Linked DNA regions of Danio rerio: region 2 is linked to region 1. Evidence: chromatin contacts called from public HiCAR-type data. All regions are on one chromosome and are shown on one strand. The core of a region is the stretch at or near the end of the contact, and the rest is flanking DNA. Distances in the headings are between cores, read along the strand shown.

Region 1 (6,606 bases), core at 1,168-3,667:
TTGAAGCACATCATGTTCGCTTCATTTGAAATCCACTGTGTTGGTGTATTTAGAGTCAAAAATGTTAGAATTGAGTTAATGTCCAAATATTTATGGACCCAACTGTAAGTTAAAATAACTACAAAAGTTAAATGTAAATGTCAACTTAAAAGTTTAAGGCAGCATTTTTGTATAAATTGTATAAATAAAAAGTGTAACTAAGAAGACATGATAAGATTTTAATGGTGATCTCTTTGAAATTTGCCCCTGGTTTGTGGAGAATTTGATCATTATTTTAATGTTATCGTTTGCTCTCAGCAGGCGCTGATGCCGGAGGTGATGCAACTTATGCTCAAGTTTTAAGTAAGAAGAAGAAGAAAACACGTAAGATCATCAATTATTTTATTATAATTATCATTTACTTCAGAATATAACAGTAACTCACAAAAAACAGATAATTTGCTCATCATGTGGACTGTGTTCTGGTTCTTTGAACAGAAATACAATGTTTTACATGATAAATCTGTTTAATGTTCAGTTATTTCTGATGATCAAGGGTTAATTGTGATCTTAAACTATATATCATCATGTTGTGTTTTATTGGCATTAACTGCATTCATCTGCATAATCTATTTAAAGGTCTGTGAGTGCAGTGATGAAAACAGACGCCAAAAGAGATGAACACCAGCGCTCACTTTGCTTCAGAAATTACTCTGAGTGAACTGCTTCTGCACATGAATCATTCAGATAAACTGTATTTTATATAAGCATATATAACCTGTTTTACTGAGAATTTTTTGTGAACATTTATGTTTGAAGTTAGATCTAAGTCAAATAGCTTTCATTATATTAGCGATGCACAAATAATGAGACTGAGACTGAAGAATATTGTAAATGATTTGATTATTGATATTGATTAAGATAATGTTATGACATATATAATGCTTTTTACATTCGTATATTTTTATATATTTCATTAATGCTATATTGCTTGAGTTGAAGTGTGAGATTTATATTTGAAAAATAAACATACCAACAAATATCTGTATTTTGAATGGCTTTTTCCATGTTAAAATAGATATTTTAACCAATAGATGCTGGGAGTCAAACACAGTTCAGCTATTTTAACTATTTTCAATATTTTTGATCCTGTAAAATTTGTTAAAAAGGATGGCACGGTGGCTCAGTGGTTGGTGTGAGTTTTCTTCTGGTCCTCCGGTTTCCTCCACAGTCAAAACACATGCGCTGTAAGTGAATTGGGTAATCTGAATTGGCCGTTTTGTGTGTGTGTGTGTGTGTGTGTGTGTGTGTGTGTATAGATGCTTCCCATTACAGGGTTGCAGCTAAAAGGGCATCTGCTGCCTAAAACATATGCTGGTATAGTTGGCTGTTAATTCCACTGTGGCGACCCCTTAAAAATAAAAGTAGTATGCTAATTTATTCAAATATAAAGGTGGGAATATGTACATAATTGATAAAACAGTCCGAAATTATTGAATAAAGTGTTGATAACATATTTTTTATTTTATAAAAGTTTTTGCATTAAGTGCGTGTACTGGATCTGCTTTTTACTCTTTGAACACCCAGACAACATTAAGAGCTGCTTTCCCCTATTTTATTTAATCTTGCAGAAGACAATTAAACACATAGGCCTATATATTATCTACAGGCTGTACTGCACATCTGACCCACTCATCAATACATCACAACATTGTGTGCCCTTTTTTTTTTTTTGTTCTCTAGTATAATATGTAAGGACATTTAATAAACTTTACAGTTGCATACATAATGTGATATTTGTGATATTTTCGAGAAAAAAAAATACAAAAAATATTCAGGATTATATTAAATTTTTTTAAAGATAAAACAAAATTACCACTTTTCTTTTTATAACTAGAAACGGCGCAGTGGGTAGCGCTGTCGCCTCACAGTTGGTTCGAATACAGGCTGCCAGGCTGGCTCTAGCGGTAACTGTCGATGGGCGGGGTTAACGTTGTAAAGCATTTTCTTCTATAAGAAGAAAGGTTAAATGTGTCCAATAAACTCACACTATATGTGGGGTCATCAAGACACGCATAACATAAGGCAGCAGATAAAGCCAGTGTTTAGTAAAAAACTGGCATCCAAATTTTAAATTTACTGTAACTGTAATTATGCCAGAACCAGCGAAATCCGCGTCGTAAAATGTACTATTAATCTCACTCACATCCACTGCAGAGCCGTTAATATGGCTCATAAAGTACACTTATAATATTATTTGGTAAAGGGTTTTTGGTGACGTGTCGGTTATTCGCATAATTCAAAAAGAAAACTACAGCAGACCCAAGAGCCCTGGGGGATTGACGCATTTACTGTGACGTTGCGTTGTAGCTCCGCCTTAAGTGTTTCAACTAGGTCGTCTAAGCCACTGTAAAGCCTCTCGAATGCAGTTCTAGTCTACACATTTAAACTATTTGCTTTATTGATACGCAACATGTCAGGTAGAGGCAAAGGCGGTAAAGGTCTTGGAAAGGGAGGCGCTAAGCGTCATCGCAAAGTTCTGCGCGATAACATCCAGGGAATCACCAAACCCGCCATCCGTCGTCTCGCTCGCCGTGGTGGAGTCAAGCGTATCTCTGGTTTGATCTACGAGGAAACTCGCGGTGTGCTTAAAGTGTTTCTGGAGAATGTGATTCGTGACGCCGTTACATACACCGAGCACGCCAAGAGGAAGACCGTGACCGCCATGGATGTTGTGTACGCGCTGAAACGTCAGGGACGCACTCTGTACGGATTCGGTGGTTAAACATCCAGGACCAATCCTAAAACCCAAAGGCTCTTTTAAGAGCCACCCACACTGTCATAAGAGAGTGATTAAGATTTGCCTATTATTCTTTGTGTATATTTTTATTATTTATTATATGGAGTTTTTTATTTACGTGTTATGTGAACATGTTTGTAAGTTCTGTTGTTAGCATATTTTATTACGTGTTTAATTTACTAGTTAATTGTGTAAAACAGATGACACATTACTTCTATGAAACTATAACTTGATAAAATGAGGTGTGTGTTACTAGAAAAGTTATTGGCGCTAGTTATTTGTTTGTTTTCTAATAAGTTAAACAATTTAATGATTTAAAAACAACTTATTCTGAGCAATTTACCCAAGTAAAGCGATGGGCGGCTGTTATCTCTGCGAAAGTGACTCTGGGCGGGGCCTACAGTTTCAAAGCATACAATTGGTAGTTCTGCTTGCAAGCGTGTCTCCTTTATGACCAATGAAATCAGCGGCAGAGATTTAATGTTCCAATGCAGCAATCGGTGAAGGCTGCTTTGCTAAAATCTGCAAAAGAACACAATAAATATTTAGTGTGCACTCACGTAACTTATTCACTTCATCATATTTTCATCAAAAGAAAATACCTGAACCAGCGGAACCTGCACCCAAGAAGGGCTCGAAGAAGGCGGTGTCTTAAGGCCCAAGGTGTTTTTACATGCATTTATTTTTATTTCTCTTTGCTATTTGGGCTAATTGGAACCTAATTAGAACAAAGATCTAAGTATCATCTTTTCATATGATCATGTACTTTCAGAGAAAAATTATGTCCATATATGTGGACTCGTCATTCAAATTTACATAAAACCCTTTTCCCAATTTTTATGGCTGTTTAACATAGAATTTTTTCTTTCTTTTTACTTGCTTAAAATCAAAATTTTGTCCCATTTACAACAGTTAAAATAGTGTTTGGGACATTTCATATGCTGCAAATGTTGCTGGATGACACTATGTCTGTAACAAAATATAAAAAATTCAAAGAATTTTACACAACCAAAATTGTGCTCTCCATATATGTGGACACTCAAGCCCTTAGAGGATAACTTCAATAATCATGAAAAATAAAACTTGAACAGATCGATGGCAAAAGCCTATGTGCCAAGGGTGGATAGTTAAAAACTAGGACGATGATGCTATATTATCTAGGGCTATACATGTTTCAATAGACATTAAATATATGCACAATTAGCTAAAAAAGCATTACATGATGCAACAGCAGCCACAGGACAATGTCCTGATATGTTCAGCAACGCTAGTTAAAACACTAGTGTGGACACGGATCGCTTTTGATCTAAAACGCTGTTTTAAAACTAAAACGCACTAGTGGAAACGGGGCCTCAGTGAGTAACCGGTCTTGGGCTCCAGGGTGATATGCCTGTGGCACATACAGCACATGCTTTGAGGGCCGACAATGAGAAACCAGATCATCTCAAGAACATTAAGGAGGAGATTCTGGCCAAAGTAGGACAGCTCAGAAAAATGTAGCATGCATGCACACGTGTTGGTGTTCCTGTAATTCAATAATGGATCTAACCTGTCTTAAATAATGTTCAATTTGAATACATTTATTTAGCCACTTATTTTTATTTTATTTTATTTTTTGCATTTTCTTTTTGTGTATGCATGTTTTTGATATTGTGATGTAGGTCTTGAATGTAATTCTTAACGGTCTTAAAAACTCTTAAAAACTCTTGACCCTGGTCAAGGCGTACCCTTTTAATTGCCTGACTGCACGCACCAGGCTTGCCCCACTTAACCACATGCTTGAGTTTTTTTGCTTATAAATAATAAAAACAATTGCAATTCTTGTAAATTTTAATAGCTAGTTGAAGGCTCTTAAGCAAAATGCAACATTGAGTACTGAGATTTTGGAGGGCTTATTTAGATTTTATGTTTGGCAGGACTCTAAAGGTTTGTTTAGTTGATTCAGGTGTGCACTAATGTTCTTCAAGGTCAGCAGTGGTTTTCGCTTTGCCGCTGTGCACTATGCTGTTTATATCAGATCTGTCAGATAGCAGTGAACAGTGGGCTTTGCTTCCTGCGTGAGTTGTCGCTGCGGTATAAAAAGTCAGTTACTTTAGAAATGGTTTACTTGTTACACTTCTGGTTAGAGATTAGGGCACATAATGTGGTTTTTCATTCATTAATTTTCTTTGCAGCGTGAAGGTGCGTGTGTGGTGTGTGATAGTTTAAAGCATTTTTTTGCCATGTGTGGGCCATTTCTAATCCAACTCAGAGTAAAATAGTTTTATTATTCTGTCATTGTGAAACTTGATAATTAGCTGAATATATATTTTTTAAACGTGTACGTAAGTCAAAATTATTACCCCCCTTTTTATTTTTTCCCCAATTTCTGTTTAACAGAGAGAGGATTTATTAAACACAATTTTAATCATAGTAGTTTTAATAACTCATCTCTAATGACTAATTTATTTTATCTTTTGCCTTGATGACAGTAAATAATATTTTACCTGCTATTTTTTTAATACACTTCTAGTTTAAAGTGACATTTAAAGGCTTAACTGGGTTAGTCAGATTAACTAGGCAGGTTAGGGGAATTAGGCAAGTTATTGTACAACAATAGTTTGTTCAGTAGACTATCGAGAAAAAAATAAAAAACAGGAAAATTTTAGGAAATATTTAAAAAGAAAAAAAATTCAAAGAGGGGCTGTTCATGTGTCTGTTGCGCATGGTTAGTCATGTGGCTCATGGATGACATTACGAATAGGTAAAGGCATTTAAAGCACTAAATCTGATTTGAAGATACCTGCAGAAACCTTTTGTGTAGTTCAGTGTTTGATTTTTATTTATTTTATTTTTTTAAGTTTTAGTCTTTCTAAAAATGCTGCATTGGATTGGCCTTGTTTATTCAAATCTGTTGAACAATACAATAATGTCCGTGTGGAAATTCAAATTTTCAATGTTTAGATGGAAGGCAGTGTTTTCCCACACCTTGGACTGCATAGCACTTCCTGTTCTTTTTTTTCAGTTAATCTCTCTTGTATTTGTAATTTGATTTCATACAGTTGATTGTAAGTTTAATGTAGAGCAGATTTTTTTTCAGCACATTTCTAATCATAATAGTTTTAATAACTCATTTCTAATAACTGATTTATTTTATCTTTGCCGTGATGACAGTAAATAATATTTTACTAGATGTTTTTCAAGACACTTTTACACAGCTTAAAGTGACATTTAAAGGCTTAACTAGGTTAAATAGGTTAACTAGGCAGGGGTTATTCGGCAAGTTTTGTAGACTATTGAAAAAAAATAGTTTAAAGGGGCTAATAATTTTGTCCCTAAAATGGTTTAAAAATTAACTAGATATTAAAGTTTGAGGACAAACTTTATGGTGGCTTGAAAAGCCGAATCTGAAAGTTTGAAGTGGTTTTAAAGTGTAAATAGAATGTTAGTATGATTTTAGCTTGAGTTAACATATTACTAGCATGAATTAGCATGTTAGTAGCATGATTCTTACATGAATTAGCATGTTGTTAGCATGATTCTAGCATGAATTAGTATGTTACTAGCATGATTCTAGCATGAATTAGCATGTTGTTAGCGTGATTCTAGCATGAATTAGCATGTTACTAGCATGATTCTAGCATGAATTAGCATGCTACTAGGATAATTCTAGCATGAATTAGCATGTTAGTAGCATGATTCTTACATGAATTAGCATGTTGTTAGCATGATTCTAGCATGAATTAGCATGTTACTAGCATGATTCTAGCATGAATTAGCATGTTGTTAGCATAATTCTAGCATAAATTAGCATGTTATTAGCATAATTCTAGCATGAATTAGCATGT
Region 2 (6,606 bases), core at 2,543-5,042, 290 kb before region 1:
TTACATGACGTTTACAACAGCCATCAGCTGATCAAACTTTAAATGTTAAATGAATTTAAAAGATCACAAAACCAAATTAAAATGTTAAATAATGAACATCTGATCGAGAAGGCCACCAAAAGCAAAATAAATTGGTTCGGTTTTATAATTATCCAAAAAGTGTAACCACCCACTTACACTTTAAAAGGCCATTTTTACACAAATTAGTGTTCGCTGGGTCTTAAAACGTCTGTAACATGTTTATAAGCCACCCGTGTGTTAATTTAAAATATGTAAATATAGTTTTTTGGGAGAACTAGTTCACTTTCCTTAAGTCAATTTTAAATTGTAGACTGGCGTTTTAATGCATTTTGAACACCAAAATAAGATTAGTTTCAACTGATACAATGTTTACAGCTTCAGAATAAACCTATAAACATGCTTTAACATTTCAGATGAAATTGTTACCAGAAGGGAAAATATTTTCACAAAAATCTAAAGAAAGAAAATTCCTGGGTTTCAAATGCTTTAGGACTATTTTTTTTGCAACAAATCTTCAAATTATTGAAGTCTTAAAGCCTTACTTCAAAAACTTAGATTTAGGCCTCAAAGTATTAAATTAACAGACATTTTGTCTTGTAGGTCTTGAATTATAATAAACCAGTTTTAATTTTCCTTTCAATGTAAAGTTAACCATTCGGTCCAACACTCATCCAATCACCAACAATCCATCTCAGTAAAACTTTTAACAAAACGGTTTATAACTCTGTTTACCCATATGGTTTATTTATCATCCTCACAATAATGTTTAAAAGTTCTCTGTATATTTATAGTCCATGTATGGTGAGGACACCCACCTGGGCAGGCTGTTGTGCATACATACATTTAGTTTATTATATTTTAAATTATTATTATTATTATTATTTATTATTATTATTTTTTTTGCTATGCTGAAAAATGTGTCTACATACAACTTCTTTTGACATTTTATTTAAAATATGTGGCATTTAAATAAATAATAGCAATATAATCTAAAAAAAAAGTTCTGTGTAAGTCTGAAACTTTGTCCATGGTCTTTAAAAGGTTTTAATTGGACTTTGTGAAACCCCTAAATTAGGTGAATCAGAAAGCAGCATTAAGCTGAACTGCAATTATATATTTTTAATAAAATGCGTAACGTTAAATATTTTATGAACTCTGCTCTTTCAGTGTAATTGTTCCTCTTGGTTTACTTGTTTATTATGTTAGAGTCTGCACGTGGATTTGAAAATTGGACTTGTGGTTGTAATGGGAAAAGAATATGGACAAGTTCTGTACATCTTCAATGGATTGAGTAAACAAAAGCATCCTCTATTGCTTTTCCTGATGAAATTTAGAGACCAATAATGCAAAAATGGATGCCTCCTTGTGCTGAAGACCTAAATGATCTATCATATGGTGTTATCAAGACTTTCAGAAAAGGGGAAAAATAGTGAGACTGATATCGGCTAACAGAGGACACAACAATGTCAAATGTACTCTCTTGCCCCCACTGCATTTCAAACACCTCATATAAACAGTATTTTATGTTTCGTAATACGTTACATATAAATAAATGCATATATAAATGTGTATTTTTAAAATCTTTAAATCAAAATATTAAAAGCTTTCAAGGATTTTGGATGCTGATGGTGAAGGGGTGTCACGGGCGGTGACGCAGTGGGGAGCACAATCGCCTAACAGAAAAAAGGTCGCTGTTTAGAGCGCCAGCTGGGTCAGTTGGCATCTCAGTGTAGAGTTTGCATGTTCTCCCCGTTTTGGCGTGGGTTTCCTCCTGGTGCTCTGGTTTCCCCCACATTCCAAACACATGTGGTATAGAAGACTTGTTTGAGCTAAAGAGTATGTGTGTTAATGCAAGAATATATGAGTGTTACCAAGTGTTTGGTTGTGGCTGGAAAGGCATCGGCTGGATAAGTTGCCGGTTCATTCCGCTGTGGTGAACCCTGACAAAGCCGAAAAGAAAATGAGTGAAGATGCTGATGATTAAAAAGGGTCCATTGCCAATAACTTGTATAATATTATTTTCTAAGACATTTTGAGTGAACTGCCCCTTTAAATGTTATTATTTAAAAAGCAAACTACAATCTGAGTTAAGAGACCTGAAGATTGACACGCCTATTGTGGCGTTTTAGCTCCGCCTTGCGTGTTTCAACTAGGTCGTCGAAGCGACTGTAAAGCTTCTTCAGTGTCGCTTGACTGTACATTCTGAAGCTTGACTGCAGAAAAACATCATGTCTGGAAGAGGCAAAGGCGGTAAAGGATTGGGGAAAGGAGGCGCTAAGCGTCACCGAAAAGTTCTGCGTGATAACATCCAGGGAATCACCAAACCCGCCATCCGTCGTCTCGCTCGCCGTGGTGGAGTCAAGCGTATCTCCGGTCTGATTTACGAGGAGACTCGCGGTGTGTTGAAGGTGTTCCTGGAGAACGTGATCCGCGACGCTGTAACCTACACCGAGCACGCTAAGAGGAAGACCGTGACCGCCATGGATGTGGTGTACGCGCTGAAACGGCAGGGACGCACTCTGTACGGATTCGGCGGTTAAACGTCTACATTCAGACCTAAAACAAAAGGCTCTTTTAAGAGCCACCCACATTGTCATAAAAGAGACTTTTGTGTCGTTTAAAGTTAGATTTCAGTTTTATATTTAAACTGAGGCCTACTTGTCAAGTGAAAATTATGTTTGAATGAATATTAACTATTGTTATAATCTGTAATAAACCGTTTTTTTTTTATATATTTTGTAAGGGAACATAACAGGTTAGAATGGAGCTCGAGTGTATAACTGTGTATTTTGTTTTAAAGTGTATGCTTCATACTGACAAACTTTTTATGAAACTTCTCCTGAGTTAGTTCCGGTGAGAAATTTCACGCAAAAAGTGCGAAAAAGAGCGGAGATCGCTACTTTGCTGAAGAAAAAGTCTCATTACATGAGAAAATTGTCAATATACTTCAGCACTCTCTGAAGAGGACAAGCTTAGTGTTTGCAGAAAGCTGTGTACATTGTGGTTTTAGCCTTGTGTGGAAGCATTTAGGATATAATAGTAAGCTGCTAAGTTTGCATTAAGCTAATTCATGCACTATTGTATTTATGTATTCTTGTTGTTTTATTCTGTTCAGCTTTTACGTTAGTGTTTGATTAAAAAAATAAAATAAAACCATTAGTTAAAGTCTTGACCATCTATCAGGAAGGACACTACATTAGCCGTGAATGTTTAACCATATCTTACCTACCATAAATATTAGATTTTTAGACTGCTTAAAATATCCAGCCGTATAATTCTGTTTTCTAATTGTGTGTGTGTGTGTGTGTGTGTGTGTGTGTGTGTAAAACTACACAAAAAGACTAGTCCAGTAAGTGTCATTTTTGGAATAACGCGTACTGTATAAATGAGGCATGTCCTTTTGTTTGCAGAAGCATCTATGGAATTATAATTGATTTAATAAGAAGCTTGAAAGTAGAAATTTCCTGTTAGCATCAGTTATTTGGTTTGTTTTTCATTCCATAAGAATGTTGTGTTTTAAAAAATATATAATTCTGAGCGGGAAAATAAAACGACGAACGGCCGTTCTCTATGCGGAAGCGAATCATGGGCGGGGCCTACAGTTTCAAAGCATACAATTGGAAGATTTACTTGCCTACTGGTCTCCTTTATGACCAATGAAATCAGCTTCACACATTCATTTCGCCAATGCACAAATCAGAAAAGGCTGATTGCTCCTTCTAAAATTTGCATAAGGGCCTAATAAATAGCCAGCGTTTCTGCGTAAAGGAATCAGTTCTGCTTCGAGCAAACATGCCTGAACCAGCGAAGACCGCACCCAAGAAGGGCTCTAAGAAGGCGGTAACTAAAACCGCCGGCAAGGGAGGAAAGAAGCGCAAGAGGACCAGGAAGGAGAGCTATGCCATCTACGTGTATAAAGTCTTGAAGCAGGTCCATCCTGATACTGGAATCTCCTCAAAAGCGATGGGCATCATGAACTCCTTCGTCAATGACATCTTCGAGCGCATCGCCGGTGAGGCGTCTCGTCTCGCCCATTATAACAAGCGCTCCACCATCACATCGAGAGAGATCCAGACCGCCGTCCGTCTGCTGCTGCCCGGGGAACTGGCTAAACACGCAGTGTCTGAGGGCACAAAGGCCGTCACCAAGTACACTAGCTCAAAGTAAAGCACAGTCAACTTCAACCCAAAGGCTCTTCTAAGAGCCACCCATATTTTCATCTATAGAGCTTTTTCTGTGTGATCAGTGATTCAGTAACCGTTCTTTTCAAATAGCTCCGCTCAGTGTATGGCTAACGGAAGTTTTGTTTGAAGGCTTTACACTTAAAGTGTATCTTTTACTATTAAATTTTAATAACTCCTTGCGTACAGACTCTAAAATATATACATTTTAATTACAAATGTCTACAATAGGGATAATACAGTTCTGATAATATGTGTCAGTATTCAGTCTTGGGTCACATGGTCAATACAAAATCGGTTGAACACGGGCGGCCCTTTTCCTGCTCTGGAGTTTATTCTCTGGCTCAATTGCTGTAAGACTCTGGGGCCTACTCTCAGTTCTTTGTCTCTTCCTCTCTTAGCTAACTTTATTTACATTTAAGCTGGTGCAATTAAAGTGTTTTTAACATTTCATACACTTATTTTCTAACTGATTCAGTTGTAGCCATTGCAAATTATTGTCTTTAAATTATTTCATTTTCAAGTATTCTGTGAATTATTTTTGCTCTATATTGCAATAGAGTGGAGGAACTATGACGTCAATTTGTATGCAAAAACCCGGAAGCGAGTTAGCATTTTAGCAGTTCCGGTTCCCTCATCCCTAAGTCAATTGGGTTTTTGAATGGGGTTTCAGTAAAATTGCTTAAATAAGGTTCGTGGCAAACACAAACTCAAGATACTTCCATGTTTTGTTCTACGACATAAAACACATCAGTTAAAGCACAAGCTTGAATTTTTAATTTGTCCATGCTTCTTTAAAAAGATGGTTGCTATCAAGTTGCTAAATGGGACTACAGGCAGTGTTATTATTTATAATACACATTATACGTCATCGAGCTAATCTGGTCTAGAGCGCAGCCCGCTTGTGTTTGGCATTTGGATTTGTCTGTTATTTAGGTATTTTCATGAGTAGTGTTTTATAGTTTGTAGTATTTTTCTAATTGGGAGTTAATACTGTGTGTAAATAATGCCTTCACTTGTAAAAACTGTCGAGACAGATTCATTTGTTAATCATTTATTTTAATTAAATGATATTATGAAGATACTGCTTACCAGTGTAGCCGGTCTCTTTCCTGCTCTCAGTAATGCAAACGTGTGAATAAATGTGTAAAAATACAGACATATTAACTCTCATTTTAACATGACCAAGTGATTTTTTGTCGTTTTTTTTCTTCATCTGAACGCAATATTTACACTCCTCCATTAAATGTATAAGATATGTGACTGTATGGGCTGCTTTTCCTTGTATTTTGTGACATGAAAAAAATATTGAATGTTGTTCTTGATCTATGATGGACTTGCAGGTTCATACAGTTCATAAGTTACATTTAAGATCTAAAAGTGCTAAAAGTTGTATTGTCATGTGAGGATTATCCAGCTGGACAAAACATGTAAGTGTAATAAACAGTGTTTGAACAGAGCTTATTATTTGCAATATACGAAAAGCCTATGGGAAAAATCTATAGGGATTTTGTCGAGGAAACTAGTTTTATGCTAGCAGCCGATTAGCCTACAAAGTGACGTCATATTTCCTCCACACTATACCACCACATAGTAGCAGATTTTTGCTATCATTTCTGTTTCTGGTATAAGATTGCAGATGTATGGTTTGAACAGTTTTTAACAGTCACGTTGATTTTTTTTTTTAGTAATTAGGCAGAAATACAATTAGAACCATTGTAGTTAAGACCAATTCCTAGTTGTAACTCCTCTCTTTTTGATGTTACTTTGAGGGGGATTACATTTACATTTCAATAATACTGAAAATAGACCTTATAATTTTTGCACGTTTAAGTTTACACCACAAAAATAAAGACAATCAATATATACAATTAAGCAGTTTTTCAACAAACAGTTTTAAACTCTAAATTATTTCAATGATGAGGTGAAAATAGATCATTTAGGCGGTTTGACTATAATATCTGAATATCCTCTCAAATATAATAGAGACATAGTAAAAAGAGTCACTGACCGTATTAATCCAAGTCTCAGAATAATGTGGTAGTTCACCTGTCGGTGTCTCTGGCTCCAGAAAACACTACTGATGTTCATCTATAATGTTCAATGAAAACCCATCACAGAGTAGTCCAATGAAAGTATGAAGCACAAAATAAACAGACAGAAACATTCAGGAAAACAGGTCCTGTACGACATAAACATAGGCCAAATCACTACAAAATATTGAAAAGACATTAATAAACGTAATAACCACTTAGTCAGTACTCACATTTGAGCAGCAGCAGCAATTTTGTTCTTAAAATACCCGAACCAGAGTGCATTGGTAGCTTTAGTAGCATGCTGTTCCATACCAAACACAACTCTTGCTCTTTTGACGAGCTGAAATATATTTTGTTATCGCACCCTA

What was found. HiCAR-type assays count read pairs that join an accessible place to other places.
Region 2: a contact with region 1 is called in a HiCAR-type map of caudal fin, with 9 times the contacts expected there. The contact joins the promoter of si:ch73-368j24.8 here to the promoter of LOC100331412 in region 1. A contact is called at or near these places in 2 of 4 datasets of contacts at active chromatin or transcription factors (caudal fin and gastrula embryo).

What each region holds. Positions count from the first base shown.
Region 1 is chr7:5,806,608-5,813,213 of GRCz12tu, reverse strand. LOC100331412 (histone H4) reads left to right here and starts at 2,417. Exons shown (of 1, transcript XM_002662197.7): 1 at 2,417-3,521. The coding sequence starts at 2,453. The coding sequence ends at 2,764. It overlaps si:cabz01036006.1, which reads left to right. Exons shown (of 33, transcript XM_021477672.3): 32 at 301-363; 33 at 619-1,789. The coding sequence ends at 626.
Region 2 is chr7:6,093,963-6,100,568 of GRCz12tu, reverse strand. It overlaps si:ch73-368j24.8, which reads left to right and starts at 3,792. Exons shown (of 1, transcript NM_001386568.1): 1 at 3,792-5,286. The coding sequence starts at 3,814. The coding sequence ends at 4,188. It overlaps LOC564610 (histone H4), which reads left to right and starts at 2,219. Exons shown (of 1, transcript XM_068222533.1): 1 at 2,219-2,755. The coding sequence starts at 2,250. The coding sequence ends at 2,561.